Regions from separate parts of the Mus musculus genome. Here region 2 is linked to region 1. A link is a contact called in public ChIA-PET data. All regions are on one chromosome and are shown on one strand. Each heading gives the region's core, a stretch centred on a gene start, on an enhancer-like site or on the middle of the called end of the contact. The rest is flanking DNA. Distances are from core to core; before and after follow the strand shown. Region 1 has its middle 19 kb from the start of Tnik. Region 2 overlaps Tnik (TRAF2 and NCK interacting kinase).

What was found. ChIA-PET counts read pairs in DNA pulled down with a chosen protein or histone mark.
Region 2: an RNA polymerase II ChIA-PET map of memory CD8 T cells shows a contact between it and region 1, with 8 read pairs. The contact joins two enhancer-like sites. A contact is called at or near these places in 3 of 484 Hi-C or Micro-C datasets (group 2 innate lymphoid cells, immediate neuronal precursor and nephron progenitors), 2 of 115 datasets of contacts at active chromatin or transcription factors (astrocytes and memory CD8 T cells) and 1 of 9 other capture datasets (liver).

The regions. Positions count from the first base shown.
Region 1 is chr3:28,240,281-28,247,524 of GRCm38.p6, reverse strand. No RefSeq gene overlaps it. Among named protein-coding and RNA genes, the nearest start is that of Tnik, 19 kb to the left of the region's middle. Within about 2 kb of position 2,959, at least 17 of the 459 cell types and tissues checked have an H3K27ac peak or open chromatin away from gene starts, as enhancers often do. A contact at or near this core is called in memory CD8 T cells, where this site is marked.
Region 2 is chr3:28,402,846-28,410,089 of GRCm38.p6, reverse strand. The region is part of intron 2 of Tnik (TRAF2 and NCK interacting kinase); the gene reads right to left. Among named protein-coding and RNA genes, the nearest start is that of Mir466q, 13 kb to the left of the region's middle. Within about 2 kb of position 4,494, at least 49 of the 459 cell types and tissues checked have an H3K27ac peak or open chromatin away from gene starts, as enhancers often do. A contact at or near this core is called in memory CD8 T cells, where this site is marked.

The DNA.
Region 1 (7,244 bases), core at 1,710-4,209:
TAATCAAAATCAGTGGTTGGGCTGGAGATAGAGCTCAATTGTGGATAGAGTATTTGCCTACGGTACTCACAAGGCCTGGGCTCCACATCAAGTACCACATAAACCAGACAGTGCGGCACACCTCTAATCTCAGCACTTGGGAGGAAGAAGGATCCCAAATTTAGTTTCGTTCTGAGCTACATTGCAAGTTTGAGGCCTGTAACCTACATGAGAGAAAGCAAATCCACTCTGGGTTTATCATTTTCATTCATTCTCAAAAACTATAAAATTCAAGGCTGGTGTATCGCTCAGTGGTTAAAATACTTTCCATGTAAGCATGAGAGTCAGAATTCCGTTTCCCAGCTCCCCTGTAAAAGCCAGGTCATCCACCTGTAACCCCAGGGGCGGGGACAGGGACAGTATCTTCTAAACAAGCTGCCTAGCTAGCTAGCCAAAGCAAATTAGTGAGCTCTGGGTTCAAAAGACCTTGCCTTGATGTCTAAGGTAATAATTGAGGAAGAAATCTGAGATAAACACTGGGTTCACACACACACACACACACACACACACACACACACACATTCACAAGCATATGAACATATAATATCCTACACATGTGCAGATATACATGCACTCGTATGATCACAGATATATGCATGCAAGCGAAAAGTTTGAATTTGGGATACATGAGACTTTGCATATCCCAAATAATCTAAAATCAACCAAAGAAACAAAAACAGGAAGAAAACTAGCAGATAAAAGTTGGTTGGAAAGAGGTTCTGGATTTGTACTGAAATCATTGGTGAGTTCTCAGGAAGCCAGCACTGACCTGCCTTCTACAGTCCCAGACAGCATCTAGGCAGCATCGTTGCACTATGCCGGAACTCTTGGAAGTTCTAAGAGAATCACACCAAAGACTCCTAATGAACCAAACAATGGGATGGGTGTGTGTGCTTGTGTACCACCCTCAAGTTCATGTGTTGAATTCCTACCTCCCAGGATGCTTGCATAAGAGGCTTTAAGAAGGGCAATGGGGTCCTGAGGGCAGAGCTTTGTGAATAGGGTCAGTGGCCTTCTGTAAGATTGTCTAGAATGATCGCTTCTCCTTTCCACAAGAGGACTCAACCAGAAGGTGCCATTATGAGGAACAAGCTCTCACAGGACACTGAATTTTTCTGTACTTTGCCTTTGAACTCTCTAGAACTAATAAGAGATCAATTTATGATGTTTCTAACCCACCTTGGTTGGGCATTGTGTGTGATCTGGCAGCTTGACTCTAATAGCTCATCCAAAGCAGTTCAGCCTTCTAAGAAGGTTAAAGCTCCCAGCTTCTCAGCAGTTGGACTCCACTAGACGTCAGCTTATGTAAGCAGCACTAAGAACGTGGAGCATTGGTGGATTGACCCCACAGTATCCTCTGTCCATAGATGGTTAGAGACAGGAAAATGTCAGGAGCACACTTCATAGGAATCTTCCTTGTTAAATCTCCCAAACAAATGGCCCAGTTCATTCAAGGCGCCCTTGTCAGTCACACCTAGCAGTCACCTCGTTTCTGGATGAATACGTTCTGGAATATGAATATCACTGTGCCTAAAAACCTAGCTCTGCAGTTTGAGAAGAAACTAGTTTGAAGATTTAAAAACAAAACAAAACAAAACAAAAACAAAAAAACAACTCTTATTTGAAAATTTTTTCTTTTTGCTTGATTAATATGTTTATTGTCTTTATGAAACAATCTTCATAGAAAACTGCTTTAGCTTTCAGCAGCCCCTTCCTGTTCATGTGCAGATGCTGCACAGACGATCATATCCCCTTCTATACGGTCATATGCAATCTGGCAGATGACATCTCTCTTAGTTACATGAACTATCATCCTATATTTGGGTGTGTTGTACTTATTCTTGTCCTGGATCACCAATCGTTCCCGAGCATAGTAGTCAGTTTTACCCTCTCACCGCCTTCAAAATCTCACTTGGTATCTTTTAAAGTAGGCCTTATTCTTGACAACTTTCACGAACCCCATCCTGCGAAACAGAGACCCGCAACCGCAGCTCCACACAGACCTGCAGAGTCGGCTGCGCTAGAGGGGAAAAAGCTTATTTGAAAATTTTAAAGCACTCAAAAGTAGAGTTTATCTAGCTTCTCTGTAGGCATCACCACCGTCAACAGCCATGGGCAAGGGGTCATGCTTAGTTATAGCTACATCCTCACCCCTTCTCAGGCTTTATTTTCTTGGCTGACTATCTGAAGACCAATCCTTACCAACCAATCAATTTATCTATAAATATTTCACTATGTATCTCAAGAAAAGGAGAGCTACTTGAATGAGGCCTGTGCTGAGTGGAGTACTTCCCAGTCAGAGTTTGGATAAGGGAGTAGCTGGTATAGTGGAGAAGCCCAGCAAACAGCAAGCGCTGTCTTAACCAAGGGTCATAGGTCACAGCATCAGTGATGGCCATGTTGATGGCTTGCTGCCCCAATTTGATGCAATGAGCAAAGTAGGATCTGGGTAAAGCACGTAGGTCAGTTAGCAGTGATACACCGATGCTGCCTCTTCCATTGTGGCAACTGTCAAAGAGTAGTATAAGATGTTCACGGCAGGAGAATGGGGCTCCAGAGCCATGGGACTTAATCGCAGTCAACCCGACTAGATTCAGAATCACCTAGGAGACACACCTCCTAGGTCATATTAGTGAGGGCATTTCCAGACTGATCACAGCAGGGTGGAGGAAGGAGAGATAAAGAGAGAGAGAGAGAGAGAGAGAGAGAGAGAGAGAGAGAGAGAGAGAGAGAGAGGGAGGGAGGGAGAGGGAGAGAGAGAGAGAAAGAGAGTGAGAGAGAGAGAGCGCTCAGCACCAGCATTGTCTCTCTCTCTGCTTCCTGACTGCAGGTATAATGTGACAGCTACCTCAAGCTACTGTGGCCAGGCCTTCCTCCAGGTAAGTTTGTACTTTGAAACTGTGAGCCTTGTCAAACGCTTTCTTCCTTAAGTTGCTTTGTCAGGTTCTTTGTCACAGCAATGAGAAGAGCAGCTAATGCCGGGGCATGTAGGAAGCTGGACCATTATCTTTTCAGTGGTGGACGTTTAACAAACTGGGGAGGGGCAGGAAAACCACAGTGTCACTGTCACACTTAGAAGGAAGTGTGATACCCAACCAGCACAGAGAGACTGTCTTACATGATCGAATTTATAGCCACCTTCTGCAGAATTATTAGCATCATGATTGGAAATGCAAGCACTTTCCTGATGAACATTTACAGCATTAAGGGTTATTCTGCCAAGCAGCTACTGACAGCCCATCTGGCTCCCAGGCTCAGGTCAGTGGACTTTAGGCATTCGTTAGTTTTTGTTCTCTCTTGGGCACTATACCAGTCACCTTTAAAAAAAAATACAATAATAAATCTTTTAATGAATTTGATAGGACATTTTTTTCTTGCACTGGACCCAGGATTTTACTTCGGCTCATAATTCAATTATTGGAAAATTCTGCTTTAGTGGCTTCTAACAAAACATCCATAATTTATTCTTAATATTATCTGATTTCTGGTGTGGTAGTTTGAATAAAGATGGCCACCATAGACCACAGAGAGGGACACTATTAGGAGGTGTGGCCTTGTTAGAGTAGGAAGTATTTCTAATTTTATTTCTGCTGCATGTGAATCAAGATGTAGAACTCTCAGCTCCTTCTCCAGTACCATGTGTGTCTATTTGCCACCATGCTTCCCACCATGATTATAACTGGCTAAACCTCTGAACCTGTAAGCCAGCCCCAATAAACCGTTTTCCTCTAAGAGTTGTCATGGTCATGGTGTCTCTTTACAGCAATGGAAACCGTAAGATATCCAGTCATACTTTATTTGGACGCTGTTTTCAGATTATTCTTAAGCATAGTAAAATTTTGTAAGCTCAGTCTTCTCCCAGAGAGAGATTGGATGATCCTGAATGACAATCTCTGGATGGCACATGCCATTCATTCAAGCACTCAGGAAGCTGGGGTAGGAGGTTTGTAAGGTCATAACATGTACCATGTACAAGAACCTTAGTTAAGAGAAATCAGATGATAGATAGATAGATAGATAGATAGATAGATAGATAGATAGATAGATAGATAAGTAGATGGGTAGGTAGATAGGTGATAGACAGGAGGGAGGGCAGGGAAAGTGGAGAAAGGAAAAGAGAGGCGAGGGAAGGAAGAGTTGAGAGAAGAAAGAGCAAAGGAGAAGTCGGGAGGGGAGAAGAAAGGGGTGAACCTTGGCTGTTTTAAAAAGCAATTCTTGATATCTTCTTACACAGCTCAGACTTTTAAATTTTTAATTTAATACTATTACATGTGTGTGTGTGTGTGTGTGTGTGTGTGTATACATAAAGTGAAGGGCGCACAGGGTGTGTAGAAGTCAGCAGACAACTTTGTAGAACTGGTTTTATCTTTCACCTTTATGTGGGGTTCCAAGGACCATGTCTCTAGACTTGAGGAGCAAGCCACCTTACCAGCCCCTTGGGCTCTTTTTATCAAAGGAAAAATCAAACTCCAGGATGATCAAAGCAGGTACTTAATTCATGCCTTCTGAACTCTGCTTGCTGGATGCTTTTGATCACTTGGACACTACTGACCCTGTCACCAGAGAAAATGCACATTGATCATTTTTGTTCATAGAGTCCTGAGACCATCTGAAAGTCTAGAATGTGGATCTGGGGCATTTGGCTGCAATGTCCCTTCGCAGTCTCTTGCTCTGCTGGGCTCAAGGAGGCCACTATCAATAGGACCTGAGTGTTCCCTTGTTTCTTTAGAAGAGAACAGCGTGTGTTGCCAAGACCCATGGACATGACTGGGAAGATAATCTGTAGTCACATGATGTAGTGGGAAAACCTCAGATTTGGTAGCTGAAGACCTAGATTCTGCAAGGCCTTCAGTGTTTTGGAAAACCACTTAGCTTTTTAGGGAGACAAAGATAGGTTGACATTAGGAGTGTATAGTGCAGAGAATCCTACAGAATTATTGGTCTCACCTTACAAATTAGGAAACTAAAACTTAGGTAAAATGGTACAGCCAAATACATACTCTATTTATATTACTTTATGAACATTCAGTCTGGCTCCATGATCAGACTTGTGTCAATTTGTAACGCTTGCTTTTTCCCTTGAATGACAATGACGGTCTTCTAACTGCATTAGAACTCTTCCTCAGAGTGGCTATCCCCATTGTGCCAGTCTGAAAGCATATATAACTTGGTACTTATTGGTTTTGTATATCTAACTTCTTAATAAGTATCTGCGGAACTGCAAAAAAAAAAAAAGAAAGAAAGAAAGAAAAAAATGAAAACCACTACTTGGACTCTGTTGTCCAGTTTGCAGAGTTTATTAACAATATTAACATTTTTTGATGAAGGATAAAAAGTGCACAGGTGGATGGAGAAGCACCTCAGTGGTTAAGAGCATTTGCTGCTCTTGAAGAGGACCCAGGTTTAGTTCCCCGTAAAACAGCTCACAATTGGCAGTAACTCCAGCTCCAGGAGATCTGACATTCTCTTCCGACATCATTGGGAAACTGCAGTGTGTGGAAGTGTACACACGCACCCACATAGACCCACTGAAGCACACATAGTGAAAAAATAGACAGAACATAGGAAATAGCTGTGGGTACCTGGCATGTGTCACTCAGTCAGGAAGAGTGATATTAGTCAGTGTACAGCAACTTTTGGTCAATATCCATGTGGCAAGGTCGAGGCTACAGTCGGTAACGTGTGTGCTGCACAGCATGATGATCTGGGTTAAATCCCAATATCATCACCACCCTTTGCCCAAAAACACATCTAGCAAAGAAAAAAGGGAAGGAGGGGAGTGGAGTGGAGGGTAGGGGAGGGAAGGGAAGGGAAGGGATGGGAAGATCCCTAGCAACCTTCTAAAACCCAGGTGCAGTGGGCATGCATCTGTAATCTTAGTACTGGGGGCTGGGGGTGATGGATGGATCCATAAAGTTCATTGCTATCCAGCATAGCCAATCTGTAAGCCTCGTGTTCTCTAAGAGACCCTCAAAACATACAATATACATTAAAAAAAAATCCAACATTGACCTGTGGCCTCCACCCACACTATATATACTTGTACCTATACATACTTGTGTACATATACACACAGTGCACACACTCACAGACACACATAGAAACACACACATTGGGCTGGAGAGATGGCTCAGCCGTTAAAGGCTAGGCTCACAACCAAAAATATAAGAAACACACACATTCACACACACAAACATACTCATAGTCACACACACTTATACACTCTCTCACACACACAAGCACACATACACTCTCTTTCTCTCTCACATAAACACATATAACACCCACCCCCACATAACACAAGGCACACAGACAATCATACACATACACACACATACTTTCATTCACACACAAACACACATTCCATGCCCCCCCCCACATACATACACACACATATACATAGGCATACACACACATATCTTTATAACAATCAACCCACAACCTTGGCGGATGTTTCCCACACTGGAAAAAGCACATCAGCTTTCAAATCCTTTGGTTGGTAGTGTAGATTTGAAAGCTCTAATGGGTGATATTGCAAAATATTTTTGAATGTTCATTTATTAATACAATATTAAAAGCATAATTGTATCTTAAGTGTCCATGAATTTATCTTCTCAAACTGTTATTTCAAGTGATCTACCTTCCTTTAAGATCTTTTTTAAAAATTAAAATAGGATAATTTGGAATTTTTGAGAATTTTCAAATTTGATCATTGGGTTTATAATAAGCTTAAGTATTATTAAACTTTAGTTGGAGACAATGTTTTCTTATCTATGATTTTGAGACTGGCTTTTCCTGCCCAGCATTCATTTGGTGAGTTGCAAAACCTTATGAAGTGGCATATCTGGGGTGGAGGTCACAGGGGATGGCCCCTGGGTCTGCTGATGTATTTATAGCCTGAAACTCAAAGTCAAGGGGAAATCTAAAAGTCACTACAAGGGATGGAGATAATTCTTTCCATAATTAAAAATACAGTTGGCCCTCCATCCTTTTTCCAGGACCTCCATCCCTTTTCCAGGACTTCCATCCCTTGGTGGAAATATTCGGCAAAACTGCATCCATGAGATTCACATACAGATTTTAGTAGAAAATCTTTCCCCAGCATCATCCAGCACCATAGCTGTTTGTCCAACACGAGGCCTGGAGTGCGTGCTGCCTGTCACACAGTCGTCGGTTACTGCTGTTGCTGTGTCTGAAGAAAGCAA
Region 2 (7,244 bases), core at 3,245-5,744, 160 kb before region 1:
CTCTAAAAGTCTCCATGATGACACTCTAAGATGTCTTTTGCCGAGAAATTGCCTAATAAAATTTTGTAAATCGCTACTGTGGGGATTCACTATAATGTCCCACAAATGAAAAATTACAACAAAAAGGTAAAATTGAAAAATACACACAGGGCAATTGGCTGTGTGTGGAAACAAAGAGACGGATGTGGCCAGGCTACCGTTGGTTCTCTTCTGCTGAAAGTGTAGTGCAGGGGACACACCAAGGCCTTTGTCTTATATTTCAAGGGAAAGGGTGTCTGGCTCCAGCACCATAATAAATAAAGTCACTTCTTAATTCTGCATTGTTCAAAGGTGTGCATTGCTCATTGGGGTTTCCTCTGGGATATAGGGTATTGGGAACAAACATGCTTAGCGCACAAAAGGTCATGAGTTCAATAACCAGACCTGGGACAGCAACAACAAAGCGGTTATCTTTTCAAATATATAATTTATGGGGGAAAAAAGGAAGCAAAAAAACATGTTGTATATCTGTTAGTTTCAATTTGGAAAACATCAACTCACCAGTGCCCCTCCGCCACCGAGCTAGGAACCACATGTGGGCAAACATGCAGCAGAGGAATCTCACTTGTCTCTCATTTCTCACAAGGTCTTTCCAGCCTTCATTGTAGAAAAGCTGCCACAGAGAACCAATGAGCTCGCTCATCAGTAGTTCCCTCTGCCACAGAGAACCAATGAGCTCGCTCATCAGTAGTTCCCTCTGCCACAGAGAACCAATGAGCTCGCTCACCAGTGGGTCCCTCTGGTTGGCTGGCTGAGCATAGCACTGGCTATGTTTCCTTATCCAACCCCACAAGGGGGCCCAGCAAAGCAAATGTAGCCTCCTGGAAACTCGATTCCCTCACGGGGAGGCAATGTGTCAGATGGAGAGGCCAGCTCCCAAGCTGTGACATCTGTGGCAGGAGTCTTTCGATTAAATGTAGTTGCCTTTCCTTTTTTTTTCCTCCTTTTTTTTTTCTTTTTAATTCTTAAAATTCTCCGTATGAGTGAACTGGAAACAGACAAAAGCGTGATTTCTGCAGCAACAGCTGCCCAGACTCATTTTCTTTTCATGGCTTACATACTTGGAGCGCTTCGTCCCCAACGGCTGTCCTCATACTGGCAAATCCAAGAAATTCAAGACGTGTAAACAAGGATAGATTTGCCCTTAAATCCCAAGGTCAAAGGCAGCATCTGTTGTTCTGGAAAGAAGGAGGACTTTCTTTTGCTGGTTCGTTTATTGAGGTTCTGACGGTTGGTTAGGTTTTCTGTTGTGTTTTTTTTTCCTTTCTTTTAACAGAAGTAAACAAAAATGCTATAGACGCTTCCTTGTTCTAATAGGAAATGCAAAACATTAAACATCCTACAGAAAGATGTATAAACATCCTTCAATTTGATATTTGATTTGCACATAAGAAAGGCAAGCCACACTGTGATTTTTAAAGCTGATAGGAAAAGTCATTTTCCATACTGACCCCTTTTCCCCAGATGACATTTGGTCATTAAATTATTCAAGGAGTTTTTCCTTTTATACACATTAATACTGTCCACCACCATGCCAGTCCTGAAAGGCAGGTTCACCTCCTGTAGGACACAGATGGATTATGGCAAAGAAGGATCTCACAGTACAGGCAGATAAAAAAGATTTCAGACTAGCAGATTAACACACCAGGCAAGGACAGAGGAAGATACACAATTACTGACAAACAGAACCAAATACTATTCAGAGTCACCATTTTTTTAAAGGGAACATGTTGTCATTCTGTTTTGCCTGTTTATCTCTACCCTGCCACCCAGCTAATTAACATATGTGTCAGTTCTAATTTAACCAACGACTTTGAAAGTCCAGAAAACCTGATTAAAACAACAGTAGTACCCGGAGAAAGATGCCACCCGTTTTCCAGGCGTGTGCCCTAGTAGCACATGTGGGCAAATGTTGCATTTCTAACTTGAATCCGTATGGATTGTGGGATTAGTACATGCCTGCCTTATTTTAATACCAATTGCCTGGAAAAGATACTCCAGTTTATTTAATTTTTATTTATTAATTTAGTCTTTTACTTTACACACGAGCAATGTGTCCTGATAGCGCTCTTTTGTCTTCATAGTTCCTTAGATCCACAACCCCTCCCAGTCCTGCCAGGTCCTTTCCCAAGGTTCACTGCTTCTGCTTTTATTCTTGATCCTATAGAGCAAACATCAGTAACCAATTCTTTTATACAGACGTGAATTCCCAAAAGCTATATTCAGAAAAGGTGAATGTGAACATTCTTATAAATCATAGGTCAATTATAATTGAGATTCACAGTAACATGCTCAGTGTCTTCTTAAATGTGACTCTCTTTTTATATTTAAGTAACTAATTTTAGTTCTGCAAATAATATAGGAATCATGCTCACTTAAGATCATCAAATCACTCAGAGAAAGAAAGTACCCCCTCCTTAATAATCGCATCATAAAATCAAATTCTCAGGGTTGAGCACTGTTACCACTGATAGCAAGCATACATAAGTACGGTGAGTTGAGACATTTCACACTGTCAGGTGTCTTATGGAAATTTCCTAATTGAGTAGAATTTCATAATATAAGGCAGTGAGAAGGTGACATGTCTGCACCTGTGACTGAAGTCTGATTAGAGCCCAGCCTGGTTTTTCCTTTGTGCTTTTGTGTGTGGCTGCTTTCCTGTTTCACATGATGGACGGGGGAGGGGGGGTTGTGGTATTAATCAGCCTTTCACTGCTATAATAAAATACCTAAGCAGGTGTATGGTGGCTTGCAGTCTTGGAGGTTCTGTCCACTTTTGGTAAGCCCTGTTGCTTTGGGCCTGTGGTGTGGTAGAGCACCATGGCAGGAACACCCATGAAGGGACAAAACTGTTCACATCATGACCAGAAAGTAAAAGGAAGTTAAGAAGGGCCACTATACTGTTTCTACAGATCCCAGTGGTGCCAGCCTTGGGGCAAGCCTTTACCACCTGGGCCTTCTGGGACATCCCAACCTATGCATTCAAGGTATCATTTGCTCTCTGGCCCTTTACTGTGTTTGTCAACCTGTGGTTTTATGATGTGAGCTGTCTCTCCCTTCTGTCTTACAAGGAAACTACTTCTTTGTATTCCGCTTGGACACCTGCAGTGGGTAAAAACGGACAGATATATGCTGAAGATAGTAAAAGGGGTTTTGTTTTGTTTTTTTTTAATATGGCCTGGTTACTAGGTATCTTACAAGTCCTTGTGTTTTGACGCTGAAGTATCTCCATATGCTTGCTTGTGTGTCTGACCATGTGCTTGCCAAGCTCATGGCTCTGTTTTGGAAGCTGATGAACTGTTTAGGATGGAACCCCACTTGCAAAAGTGAGTCACTGGGGGAGGGGAGCAGAAGACTTACATTTGGGTTCCACTTTCTGTCTACTTCATGTTGTTTGCTTCCTGCTTCCTGCTTCCTGTTTCCTGCTTCCTGCTTCCTGACTATAGACACAATATGACCAGAGCCACCAGGTTGCTGATGCCAGTCCTTCCCTTACCATGATCGACTGTGTCCCTTCACAAACCATGAACCATGCAAACTCATCCTTTTAGTTGCTTCTTCATACATATTTTGTCATAGCATCAAGAAAAATAACTTAGTCCTTTACATTTTTCCAAGTTGGCTATTGACATGGGGCACTGCCTTTGCATTGCTCTCCAGAGACAAGAACCCTCATCTGTCTGCTGATCACGTTCTTTGTTCTAGACACTAAGACTTCTGTGGTCAACCCTCTTTGCCCTCAGGGACCTCTGGCATGGTCTGTTCATTACAATGGTGAGAATCTACAAATCACAGGGACAAAATACAGTGCATGTAGTGAGGAGCCTGGAAGAAATTTCCATGTATTCAGATTGAGACCCTTTTAAAAAGTGCACAGTTACTACACAGAAGAACAAGAAGCACAGAGAGAGAATCTCACCACTTACTGCTTCGCGATGTCCTCAAACTCTGACTCAGATAAACCAAGGTCACAACCCAGCGTGCCATTAACATCAAACTGTTAATACTATGCACCATCAACAGACTAGACGTTTACATTTCATTTTCTGAGTTTCTAATCCTTTTTTTTTTACATCCAAGACCCTCCATAGCAAAGAGGAACAAGAAGACCAACCATTCTAGCACAGCTAATGGCCATTCTTTGACATAAAGGAAACAACCAACGAAAACAAGCTTCTCCATTCTACAGTGTACTCTCAAAAGCAAAGGGTTCATTCCCCAGCAGAACTCAATCCAGATGAAAGCAGCATGATGCTTTTAATGCACATGAAATCTGCACGTGTGCAGAGTACAATGGATGGAAGAGAAGAAGCCATGAGGGGAGTGTGGGTGTAGAGCTAAACAACTCTAGCCTTGAGGCTCTGTGCCTTTAAAGCTTCAGTTCCTTTGAGTAACTGAGGACATTCAAATTAGGTCAGCCTCTCCCTTCTATGGGCTCCTTCCTGTTCTATGTTCCTGTTGCTTTCATAGAGAACTAAACAAGCTTAAAAGGTCTCTAGAGCGAAGCAGCCCCTGGAATCTAGGACAGAAAGAACAAAATGACTTTCCCACTTTCCTCAGCTGCCACCAGCTCTGTTATTGTCACAGGGAAGGCTGAGTGAGCCTGTTTTGTCTGGTTCTAGCTGACACTGTCTGAACCAGAGTCTCATTAGAACCTGAACTGCTGGGGTCAGGTGTTCTTACTCATCTAATTGTTGGTAATTAGATGGGCCACCGTCACCTAACACAAAGACTTTGGTTTGAGAATTAGTGAGGTTTGGTGATTCACTGAAGATTTCAAATAATAATAACACTGGAGAATTGCAATTAGCTCAGCCTGCAGAATCGGATAAATTTCTCTTGCAAACGTACAGGTGTTGCAAAGCTTCAGCACTGGAAGATGAACACAGCCTGCAAAACCATCTTCTTCAGGGGAGGAAACAGTGGCTGGTGTTGTCCTCACAGCCCAGATTTCCTTCTGCAAGCAGAGGAACAGCAAGGCTAGCAGCAATATACAAGAGAGGATGGGTACTCAAAGCCTGGACAAGCTGGAAAGAAGGATGCTTCATGGAGAAGACATGGAGAGAGGAGGGTAAAGGCGCCCATGGCTCAGCCTAACAACCTGAGTTTGATCCCTTCAGCCTATATGGTCCAAGCCTACAGATTGACCTCTGACCTTTACATAGATGCTGTGATGTGTGCATGTGCATGCATGCTAAGTAAATGTAATCTTTTAAAAATCAGTTAGCTGATTATTAGATCAATTATGCATTATTTATTTTTAAATGGTTATCATAGGTGCTTGTGCCTTCAACTCTCTGTTTAGATGCTGATGCTCACTTCAGGGTACTGTAAGCTTGACATAAGAAATGCAGCAGGTACTTAAGCATTTCCCAAACTGATGTCTTGAAAAGCTGTGTTAATTCCTTTCTCCCTTAAGACAGTTTCCCATTAATCTTTAGGTTTACATAAAGCTATAATCAGCAGGTGAGATCTAAGCCTGTGAGTTTCAGTCATGGGCATGTATCCATACAGCTGGTAGACTGCCAAAGCATAGATGTCTATACACCATCAGTCTGGAGAATGAGATTTGCATCCAGAAAGGGCTATAGGACTAAACAGAACATAGCAGAAGATTGGCTGCATGAGGCCTGGTTCCTGAGACCACCCTCTAAGATGGATTCTCTCTTTCACTAGAGCTGACTCTTCAAGAGCTTCTGAGGAGGACAAAGTGTGATTGGATGGGATCTGCCAGGAAGTTCACGGTTTTGTCTGATAGAATACTGCCAGTCTAGAGCATAGGCCCTCACTTCTGCATGAGAGCTACAGTATAGGGTGTGAAGCCACTCAACTTGGAGGCCATGGGAGAGCAGCAAAAGCAAGCGTGCCCTGCCACTGCCACATCAAGGAAAACATGGCGACTGTTTATGCTCACCTGGCCAAGACCAAGGCCTCACCCCAGGCCTCTGGATTCCAGAGCACTTCCCATCACCTGGCATTAAGTTGGCTCCTAGGTTTGATTCATTAAGGAAGCAATTTGTCTGAAAGAAGGATTCTGAGCCCCGTCCCATACCTAACGAGTCACAAGGGCGAGGCCAGGTCACTTCTCAGACAGTACCCTAGTTCCCCTTTTTGTTGCTCTGATAAAACAAGCTATGGATGAAAAGACTTACTGCAGCTTACAAATCATACTCCACCATGATGAAAAGCCAAGGCAGCTCAAGGCAGGACCATAGAGGGAGGCAGCGAGGCTGAAACCATGGAGCAATGCTGCACACTGGTTTGCTCTCTCTGATGTGCACACTCAGCTTCCTTACCCAGGGATGGTTCTAGGTCCATCTGTCCAGGATGGTTTTCTGCCTACAGTGGACTGGCCCTCCCTCATCAATTAACAATCAAGAAAATGTCCCACAGACATGTCTACAGGCCATTCTGATAGAGAAAAAAAAATCTTTAATTAAAGTTCTTCCTAGGTGTGTCAAGGTGACAAAGAAATGAAGAAGAGACACATTTTGGTCATAGACTGAATGAATGAACAGGAGAATATGATGCTCAGAGGAGACAGGAACTTTGAGAGACAATGTGAAGAGAACCTTCTTGACTGGGGTTAGTGTGTGTGTGAGTGTGTGTGTGTGTGTGTGTGTGTTATACTTATGTATATGCATGTTTAGCAGGCGTGAACATGTGTGTGCGTGTATATGCACACTGTATACATGTAGAAGCCAGGATTGAGGTCAGGAATCATGCTCAAGTGCTCTCTCAATTATTAACTGAGGTAGGATGTCTCAATAAAACCCAGAGCTCCCTGACATGGCTTGCCTAGCTACGCACCTAGCTTGCTCTGGGAATCCCATCCCTGCCTTCAGAAGCTGGAGTTCTAGGAGCCTGGCATACCCATTCAGCTGTTACATGGAGTCATGTGATCAGAACTGGTCCTTGGACTTGCACTTGAAAGTGCTTTCCTGGGTCTTCTCCCAGGTCCAGGGCTAGTGTACTTTCAAACAAGCCCCAAGTCCCCTTGGTCCTGTGAGGACCCATGAGAGCCATATGCATGAGCTCTCAGCCGTACTTACTCTGTGGACACTTTAATCTTATTCCCAGTTTCTAGAGCAGGGAGAAGTCTGTGTGTGGTGTTTAAGTCATGGCATCTCTGTTACAGCAGCCAGAAGGGCTTGAGGACAGCAGATCTGCCTGCCTCAGGCCAGGGGGAAAGCACCTGGCTAGGG